Regions from separate parts of the Cyprinus carpio genome. Here region 1 is linked to region 2. A link is a contact called in public Hi-C data. All regions are on one chromosome and are shown on one strand. Each heading gives the region's core, a stretch centred on a gene start, on an enhancer-like site or on the middle of the called end of the contact. The rest is flanking DNA. Distances are from core to core; before and after follow the strand shown.

The links. A called contact is a pair of places that touch in the nucleus more often than the background predicts.
Region 1: a contact with region 2 is called in a Hi-C map of red blood cells, with 3 times the contacts expected there. The contact joins the promoter of LOC109070803 here to the enhancer-like site in region 2. A contact is called at or near these places in 2 of 8 Hi-C or Micro-C datasets (liver and red blood cells).

What each region holds. Positions count from the first base shown.
Region 1 is chrB25:19,675,921-19,680,842 of ASM1834038v1, forward strand. LOC109070803 (interferon regulatory factor 7) reads left to right here and starts at 2,151. Exons shown (of 9, transcript XM_019087315.2): 1 at 2,151-2,305; 2 at 2,784-2,943; 3 at 3,175-3,343; 4 at 3,422-3,513; 5 at 3,689-3,740. The coding sequence starts at 2,289.
Region 2 is chrB25:19,611,400-19,616,205 of ASM1834038v1, forward strand. It overlaps LOC109070807 (hypermethylated in cancer 2 protein-like), which reads left to right. Exons shown (of 2, transcript XM_019087318.2): 2 at 1-2,007. Among protein-coding and RNA genes, the nearest start is that of LOC109070807, 8.6 kb to the left of the region's middle. Within about 2 kb of position 2,837, at least 3 of the 8 cell types and tissues checked have an H3K27ac peak or open chromatin away from gene starts, as enhancers often do.

The DNA.
Region 1 (4,922 bases), core at 901-3,400, 64 kb after region 2:
TAATCTCCAGTAGAGGGCAGTGATGGATTAGCAACCATTGATCATTATGAAACCTTCATTGATTCAACAAAAACGTAACTACAGCCCACATTAGTTTTATGAAGCGCTGGTATCATATGACACATTTTTATCTGTTAAAACGTTCATTCACAGGAATAGCAGAGTAGTTTTGGGATAGTTTGGGTGTAGTTTGGTCCAGATGTGATTCCAGTAATGGTGTACTGAAAAGGCCTAGGTTTTTATTTCCATGCAGCCACAGGTGTCTAAAACGTTCTAGCTGTTTTTCATGAAATCGTGAAAAAAGGGAAATGAAAACACACATTATTGCTCGATTTTATGCGAGGGCCCGTGTCAGCTAAATCGAGTCAAGAGACTTTGGTGTTGGGGAACAACCTTGTGTCTAAGGAAAGCTCTTCCGAGGAGTTCGCAGAGAGAAGTGCTCCAGTTACCCTCAGATTCATTTCCTTTTTCCATCGCTAAATAACATACACACGCACCTCAAACTTCAGGGGAAAAGTGCAGTGAACGTGTAATATTTATAACAGCACTACTACGGTTCTCTCAGGTTTCTCTCTTACAGCTGCCGTGAGAAATAAAGAACAGCTTGAGTGCAGAAACTCAAACACCTGCTCAAAAAAATTTGATATCACTGAAACTGCGGTCTCATAATCACAGTCCCACTCATATGGTTGACTTGTGTCACTAATGATTCCGATTTAATCATAGACTTGTTCAATAAAGCTGAAATTTGTATTTAGATGTATATTGAATGAGTATAGACTTGACTACACTCATTGCCAAGCATTTACAATCACTAACATTTAACGCCTGTCTCCTATAGGACTGTGTAACAGCATGAAAAATATACTTAAAGCCATAGTTCACCACAAAATAAAATTCATTCATTATCATGAAATGCATCCAAATCTTCAGTAGAACACACAGAACAACGGATGTCTTTTTCTTAACACAGTTAAAGCCAGTGGGGTCCAAATGGAGTATTTGGGCCCCGTTGGTTTTGCTGTGATATTGTCCCCAAACAGAGTGAACACAATGATTTAATTGAAATTAGGCTTACTGTTATTATTATTATTTAAACTGTACAGTCTTATTTGACTAGGTTTAAAACATTGCCTACTTGTAAGAAGAAAAAAAACCTAACAAGACTGAAACTAACATGAGTCAAGGCTTAAAGCATATTCGTCTGCAAGCCTCGAGGTAAATCACTGTAGTTATGATTTCACAGAAGGGTGGATATAGTAACAAAAGTCATTCCATTGTAATCTGAGTGTTAAGGCGCGGTTATTTTAACGAAATTTACCGTAAAAAAACAGTTCAGTTGTCTACTGTCAACAGCGTGAATCAAGCACATTTCACACAGAAGTCACCTTAAAAACAAGCAGATTTCTGTTGTTTACTGTGATGAATACGTGTGAACACCTTGAACATGAGCGAAATCTGCATGGGGAAGTTTTTCTCACACATTTCTCTCAGATATTCCCCAAACAACTGTAAATGTGAACGCACCTTAATTGTAGTAATTATACAACATGCTGTTGGCTACGTAGTTCAAGGACTTTGTCCTTTACCTTTATACTACAATGTACACAACAGCTGACGTAGGCCCTATACTTTCTGATAAGATATTACGAACACAATAAACAAGGCCTTTGAGTCTCTTAAGTCAAGGAAACATTCAGGACCAGTAACAAATATGTTGTTTTGAATGTTAAATGGCTATACAAGCATGTTCTTAACTTTCCATGATCTCATTTTTTAAACTTTCTTCTTATTTTTTTTACATTCACATCTGCAAAACAATGTAACAACACAAAAATGCAGGCTATTAATGCTGTAGAGCATGGCTTTTTAAACTGGGTACATTTTCACAGCAATAGCCTATTATGAAATATTATAACAATTTACATTTTATATTTTACAATGTAATTTATTCCTGTGATGTAAAGCTGAATTCTCAGCATCATTACTCCAGTCTTCAGTGTTACGAGATCCTTCAGAGATCATTCTGATATGCGCAAGAAATGCATTTTAAGGACAATAGACTATTAGTTTTAAAGGTCTTGCATCAAACCGGATGCGATGATGCAAGACGTCGCATTAATGGAACGTTAGTTTTACTTTCGAACAGGACTCGCTTTGCTTTCGAATTCACTGAACATGATAAACCCTCCTCCTACTGTGTGACGCTCGAGTGTGTATAAAACACGAGAGAAACCCCAGAACACTGGAAACTACCAAGCAGTGGAACAGCTTCAGGACCTGAGATCATGGCAGCGACGCAGGGGTAAGATGATGAAATTATGATTATTATAAAATATAGCCTGTCTCTCAAAACCAAGACGCGTTTTCACAAGCCAATGAAAGAAGCGCATTAAAAACGCGACGCTCAGTGTCGCAGTAAAAAACAAACAAACAAAGCATAAACGTCAGTTTGCTGCATGTGTACATAGTTTAGCAATGGTAAAACGTTTTTTTGAGCTAATTCGGAAGTCCTATCGCGCTTATGATGCACAGCTATGAGCTGACTAGGTTTTGAGATGCAGATATGGTGGTACATGTGAGGCAATTTAATCTTACATCAATATTAACATTTATTTTTTATTATTATTTATTAAAAAAAAAACTAATACTGTTAAAAACATTATCACGCATTTAAAATTTATATAAGAAAAAAGTTTCAGTGCATATGATGACGTCATTAAGTAGCTATCTGTCTGATCTGTTTGAAACCCATTGTTTTGTTTTGTTTTGTTTTTCTCAAGAAGTGCAAATGTCAAACCTCAGTTTGGCCCATGGCTCATAGAGCAGGTGGAAAGTGGGACATATGAGGGATTGTGCCTGATAGGCAATGACATATTCCGGATCCCCTGGAAACACAACTCGCGAAGAGACCTTGGGGATGACGATGTTAAAATATTTAAGGTAACTCCTCCTTGCGTCACAATCACCTTTAGCATGGTTTCATTTCTGCATCAATGATTCATGCAGGATATAGCTGGAGGAGATCTCCAAAGAGGGCAGGATTCCCAAAAGGAGTGCCTATTGAGTGGAAGCCCCGCCCCTTTTGACTTTGATGTTGCACGCCATTCACACCTGATGCATCAATGCATTTTAATTATACATAGACTTTGTTGCAATTTTGGTGTTTTACAGGCATGGGCTGTGGTCAGTGGGAAGATCAATGAGTACCCTGACAACAAAGCGAAATGGAAGACAAATTTCCGTTGTGCACTTCATAGTCTAAAAAACTTCGAGATGTTAGAGGATCACTCCAAAGATCCGTACGACCAACACAAAGTCTATCGCATCATCCGTCCTCAAAGTGAGTTAAACTGCTCAGTCTGCACTTGTCATGGGAAAATGAGTTGATTATAAAACCCTGGCTAATCTTGTTCTTCAGATCACCAAGAGATCCAGAGTGTAGAGCCAGATCAACTTCCATTCATTCCTCATCTCTACAGTGCATCTAATTACATGACTGATGAAATGGAGGTAAGGCCCAGATTTATGATTGGCTGTTGACATGATCATATGTATATAATAAAAAAGAATGATAATTTATTTAAAATATAAAATATTTTTACATATTAAGTTATAATATTAAAATAATACTAAAATATAATGTATATTTTTTTAATATAATAAACATATATTATGTCTAATGCAGCAGGAATTGCTCAACCAGGTGGAGACAATGGATCTAAATCATCAACACACAGGTAGAATCACTATGATGGCTATATTTAGGGTTAGCAATTGAAACAAACCATGATTTTGCAACCAACATCTTAAGGTGTGGTCACATTTACTGTAGCCCTGTGAATTTTCGTAGGTTAAATCCAGTCATTTCAATAAGAATCTGCACTATCCTACGTATCGTCAGCTGAAAAAAAAAAAAAATATACAAATAAATGTTTGTTAAAGTGATTCAAATAATATCATTCCCTTGTGACGATATTGTTATATTTGTGGTGTCACCTTTACAATTTTTTTTACATTTAAAATGATTTTTAAGACTATATCTTTATTATTATCATTATAGTATTAATGCTTTATTAATATTATAAAATTTTGTGGGGGAAATCCAGTCATTTTGGAATCCGTACAATCGAATTTATGAATCCGCACAATTGAGAATTTTGCACGAGGGTGGAAATGTTCCTACTTATTTTTACTATTCTTTTAAATTTAAAACAGTTCTTAAAAATGTATTATTATAGTATCAATATTTAAAATATTTGAATTATTCAATCCTTACAATCAAGAATTTTGCACAAAAGTGAAAATAGCTTTTAAGTGTCATCAGCTGAAAACAAAATGTTATGAAAATTATTCCAATAATATCAGTCCTCTTGTGACGGATGGTATTGTTATGGTTGTGGTGTCACCTTCTTTTAAATTTAGAAAGATTTTTAAAACTATTGTGCTATAGTAATATTAAAAATGTCTGTGGTTGAAATCCAGTCATTTCGCTATGAATCCTCACAATCTTGAATTTTCAAAAAAGTTCCCGCATGCGTAAATTAGCTAAAAAAAAAATCATGAAGTGACTGCAATAATACCGTTCCTCTGTGACAGTATTGTTATAGTTGTGGTGTCACCTCTGTTATCCTTTTTAAATTTAGAATAATTTTTTAAATGATATAATTTTATCGTAATAGTGCTAATATTTAAAAAAAAAAAAATTGCAGGGGAAACCAAGTTGTTTCAAAAGGAATCTGTGTGATCGCTTGTGTTGAAGTTCACACGGATTCGTTGACCAACAAAAAGCTGCTTGCTTTAAAAGTGATTTATTTTTGAATGGTGCTTCACCCATTGACAACAAACCTTTTTTGCTTTTTTTAACGTGACCACACCTTTCAAATCCACACACGAACCAAAGTACCCATATGGCAGTTCTC
Region 2 (4,806 bases), core at 1,587-4,086:
ATTCTTTCAAAACGAGATTATTTCAAACCTGGTTGTTTAATCTAGGGTTCACAAGCGTTTCTCTACCAAGTTTACTTTTTAAGCTAATCTAGAGTTCAGTTTCCACAGCAAATCCTCTAGAATGCTATAAAGAATTATCTAGATCTTTGTAGAAGGATGGCGACGCCATTCCCTGATGAGCATAAAAATGCCAACTTCAGCCAATACCTGCTGTTATACCTCTTCCTTCGTACCTTCTTATTATTGTGCATGAATTGTTTGTTATTGTTAGTGTGTAGCTAAAAAATATCAAGTTTATCCACTTAGCGATGTAGTTTAATCGATTAAAATGAAAATTACCTCAAATAGCTAGTAATCCTCTCAGAACTGAAACAGCCGAATGTTCCTGGTGATACCAGTTATTTTACAGCAGTGACTTGCGATACCTTTCGAATGTAATTTAGTAGTCATGATAAAGTTTATGCTTCAGAAACAGACCGCTGTAATAAAGCTATCTGAGTTGTTTACTTGAATACACAAACTTGCTACCTCAGATTAAACCAAACCCTCTGATTAGCCTGTATTAGGTTAAAAATACATATTAGAGAAGAGAAACTACACACGGTGTCTTCCATATTACAGTCACTCTGTCTAGTTTAATTAATGAGTTTAAACTGACATCTGATTCAAAACAGAGGAAAACACATTGCTTGTGTTAATATACACTTTTCAGGGGGTCAGGTAATACTTCACTGTAGGGTTGCGATCTGAGCTAGTGAAGTAGTATTGCTTGAGCAATTAGGGTGTTTTGATGTACAGTTCCAAAGAAATATTGAATGTTATAATGCTTAAGAAATACTGTAAAACTATAACCAAATCTATATTCTTGCTAAATATTTAAGTCTAATTTATGCTGCTTTCAATTCAGGTTTATATCAAGTCTTTCTTCTTTTTTTCAGGGTTTTTCTTTTGGGTTTTTCTTTCCTTTTCTTATTTTAATGCTTCAACCAATGGCTTAATTTAAACAGCATGTTGTCCATATTTTCTTGTGGCATGTGCATTATTTTTATGAATTTAAAAAGGTAGGTTTAGCAGATTGCATTCATGCATTTAGTGTTGAAACGAGACCAAAAGTGTAAAAACAATACCTACTGTATATATCTTTGGGTATCTTGACGTTATTATCATCAGTTGATATATTACTGAAACTTTTACTTATTCAGAGATGAAATCATTTTCTTATTGTGTTTTAATTTCTCTACACCATGTTTGTTTTAAACTACCTCTGGTTGGGTTTTTTGTACGTTGTACATGGGTTTTCATCATGCTGGAGGGCTTTTTAAACAACACCTAATTTCGAGGTTGTATTCATTTGTTATCTAGTAATATCAAAAGAGGTACTTTAAATAATAGATCAATTAGCCTAAGATTTGATTTGCTGAATTGACTTTTTTAGGCACTCTTTGATCGTTTTGTGCTTGCTTTTTCTCTATTTTTGCTTTATATTAAGATGATTATTTGACACTGTCTGTAAATCAATGCGATTTTAGAATATTCAGGAACTTTTTAATACATAATAGGACTTGAAACTGAACTTCAAAACTGTGACAACACTTTCATTTGCATCCTCTGCAAACCTCAGGGAACACTTTTGGGACACGTCCCAGTTAACTTTTTGAACTGTAAAGCACCATTAACCAATGTTTTTGCAGTTATTTGTCTGTTTTTTGATTAAGATAGTTTCAATATTCTCCACAACTGACACAATGCGCCTTCAGGAGGTTCGGCAGCTCTTTGCATTTGCAGTACAGGTTTGTGTGTGTGTACATGTACGGTCTTGATGTGGTTTTCAAATGCTTTTGAAATGTCAAGTGCTTTGTTCTGAAATGATGATGCTTAAATATTTGCAATCTGTTTATGAAAACCAAAGCACATTTATACTCTTTGAAGAATTAAAGGTCCTGTTGTATATAACATTGTTCTCAGTTATGACATGAAATAAAATTAAATGCTGATCAGATAACTACACTTTCCCATTTGCTTTTTATTGACTTTACTGACAAATAAAAGTACTTAATTTTACATGTAATCACTTACTACACAAGGCACAAAGATCAGTAAACCTTCAATCAGTTTCAAAAAACAGAAATCACACAAATGCTGATATACAAATATGTTACAAATATGATACAAATATGTACCATTTGAGAGGGACCCGTCCCAGTGACAGCTTTTGTACCTTTTTCTGAGAGTGTAACTATAGTGTTTTCAAATGTTGTCCAGTAGGTGGCGGCAAGAATCCACACAACTAGGTAAAAACGATCTGCCTTACTCCCTTTGTGAGCAGCACTGTGAGATTTGAGCTTTGAGAATGGGAATTTTGCAAATACTTCAGGGTTAGGTTTTGGCCAATAGTTTGGTGATGTAGTATTTGATATTTCATGGATGATTGAAATGTTTTTTTGAATGCTTTCACTTTAAGCGTAATTTTGCACCCCAATTAATAGTAGTTACAGCTATATAAAAGTTTTTCTCTCTCTCTCTTCTGCATTTTTATATGATTCCGGTGGTTTTTCTGTTGCACCACAGCCTTCATCTTCCATTAGACACCTACCTGTTACAGATCTGCATCCCCTCACAAGCAAGCTGAGTCCTCTTGTCCTTAAGCTCCAGTGAACTCAAGATAAGGCCCAGTGTTTTCACATGTAAATGACGGGCGTATTGTTAGCACAGAGTGGCTCGGAGGGCTTCTGCGTTGTTATCTGATGGTGTGCAGGCCCTGCCGGGGAGGACGATTGAGGCTCGGGGTCCGGGACGGTGGCAGGCTCAGGTCGCTCAGAGAATAGCACAGCTGGCGGTGTCCCACGTGCGGCTCCTGAGCAGACACTCTGAGCAGGGTGGGAACTCACACACTAAGACATCTACAAACAGAGCAATCCCCATTGTGACATTATCAGAGCGCGGCCAGCTTGTGCTGCGCACACACAGGCAACAAGTACACAGAGAAAGAAACATTCAGAGCAGCTGACCAAGAAGTCTTTGCCCACTTTTACTCTTGTTATCTCACTTTTGCATAGTGTTTGCATAGTTAATGTTTCGGTGACCCACTTCGTTTTGTTTTTTGATTTGAACCTTTTAAACTTAAATTTAAAAGGTTAAAGATACCAGTTCACATATCTTTGTTTTGATCAACGAAGAGGTCATCTTAAAACCACAAAGGAATTATAAAAAAAAAAAAAAATTATGATACACAGTTTTTATTCCCTGGATTTTAAATAAACATACTTGCACATACTTAAAGATGCCAGAAATAAATTCTATGATCTGAAATATTGATAAAATCAGCATAAAAGATGTGAATGATGACAAAATGGTAGATAAGAAGTTGTGTGGTTAAAATTCACATGTAAAATAAAGTCTGCATGTTTGGTCACATCTCCCTGCAGTCTGTGTGCTTCCTGATAAAACAAGTGAACTTTTTCCCAGAACTGATATTTTTCTTCAAAAGCACAGACACAGGGATTGTTTTTGATTCAACCTTGTAGAGTTCAGATGTTGGAAACAATATTACATTTCACATGAAATAAAAATGAATGATTTGTGACTACAAATGATAACCAGAAACATACTGGTTCACTTGCATGTACTGTATATGTTAAAATGGGTTAGATACCTTTAGGTTAGAATTAATATATTTTTCCACATTTGAGTAGATTTTACAGAAGAAATAATTCGATTAGAAAATAGTTCACCCAAAATTGTAAATGTGCTCCTCTTCAGCCCATTCAAGATGTTTGTAAGTTCATTACAGTTTGTAAGCATTGCACCACTTGTTCACCAATGGATCCTCTGCAGTGAATGGGTGCCGTCAGAATGAGAGTCCAAACAGCTGATAAAAACATCACAATAATCCACAGCACTCCAGTCCATCAGTTAACATCTTGAGAAACCAAAAGCTATGTGTTTGTAAGAAATGTTTTAATTTCAAACCATCACTTCAAGCTAAAACCCATGTCCTCTATCCATAGTAACACTGTCTCCAGCGAAAAATAAATCTGCACAGTTAACAAGTCCAAAACAGTCCAATGGAGCTCTAAACAAATATGTTAGTGGATTTTGATGTGACAGACAACAGGAGATGGACTTTTTCAATGGAGGAAGTGTTATTGTGTATTATGCACTCATCATCTTTTCACTTCACAAGACATTAATTGATGGACTGGAGATACTTGTGGATTATTGTGATGTTTTTATCAGCTGTTTAGACTCTCATTCTGACGGCACCCATTCACTGCAGAGGATCCATTGGTGAGCAAGTGATGCTATGCTACATTTCTCCAAATCTAATGAAGAAACAAACTCATCTATTGTACATCTAGGGTGACCTGAGGATGTAAATATTCACATTTTTGGGTGAACTCTTCCTTTAACGGTTTGAGGAGCCTAACATGAGCCAGAAATGAGCAAATTAATTAAATGTGTTGTACAGTCAAGGCAGGTTGCGTCTCCTGAGTGTCCCACAGTCGGTATGTGTTTCTGTCCAGTGCATGTCAATTCACAAGCACACAAAGGACTAGGGAATGTCACTTTTGTCCAGTACATTCCAGGTTGCAAGTTGGAAACGGGCTGGAAAAGACAAAAATGATGCTGTAATGCGCCCTCGCACAAAAGAGGGCAGCTTAAGGGTCAATGAGGCTTATTGTAAAGTGCATTACAGGAGCCGACGTAATGTTGGCAGTAAAATCACGACGTGTGTGTGGTCTCAGATGAGCAGCGTTACACTTTACCAAGGCCCTGTGCTTGTCTCCCGGTGATACATGAGTTTCT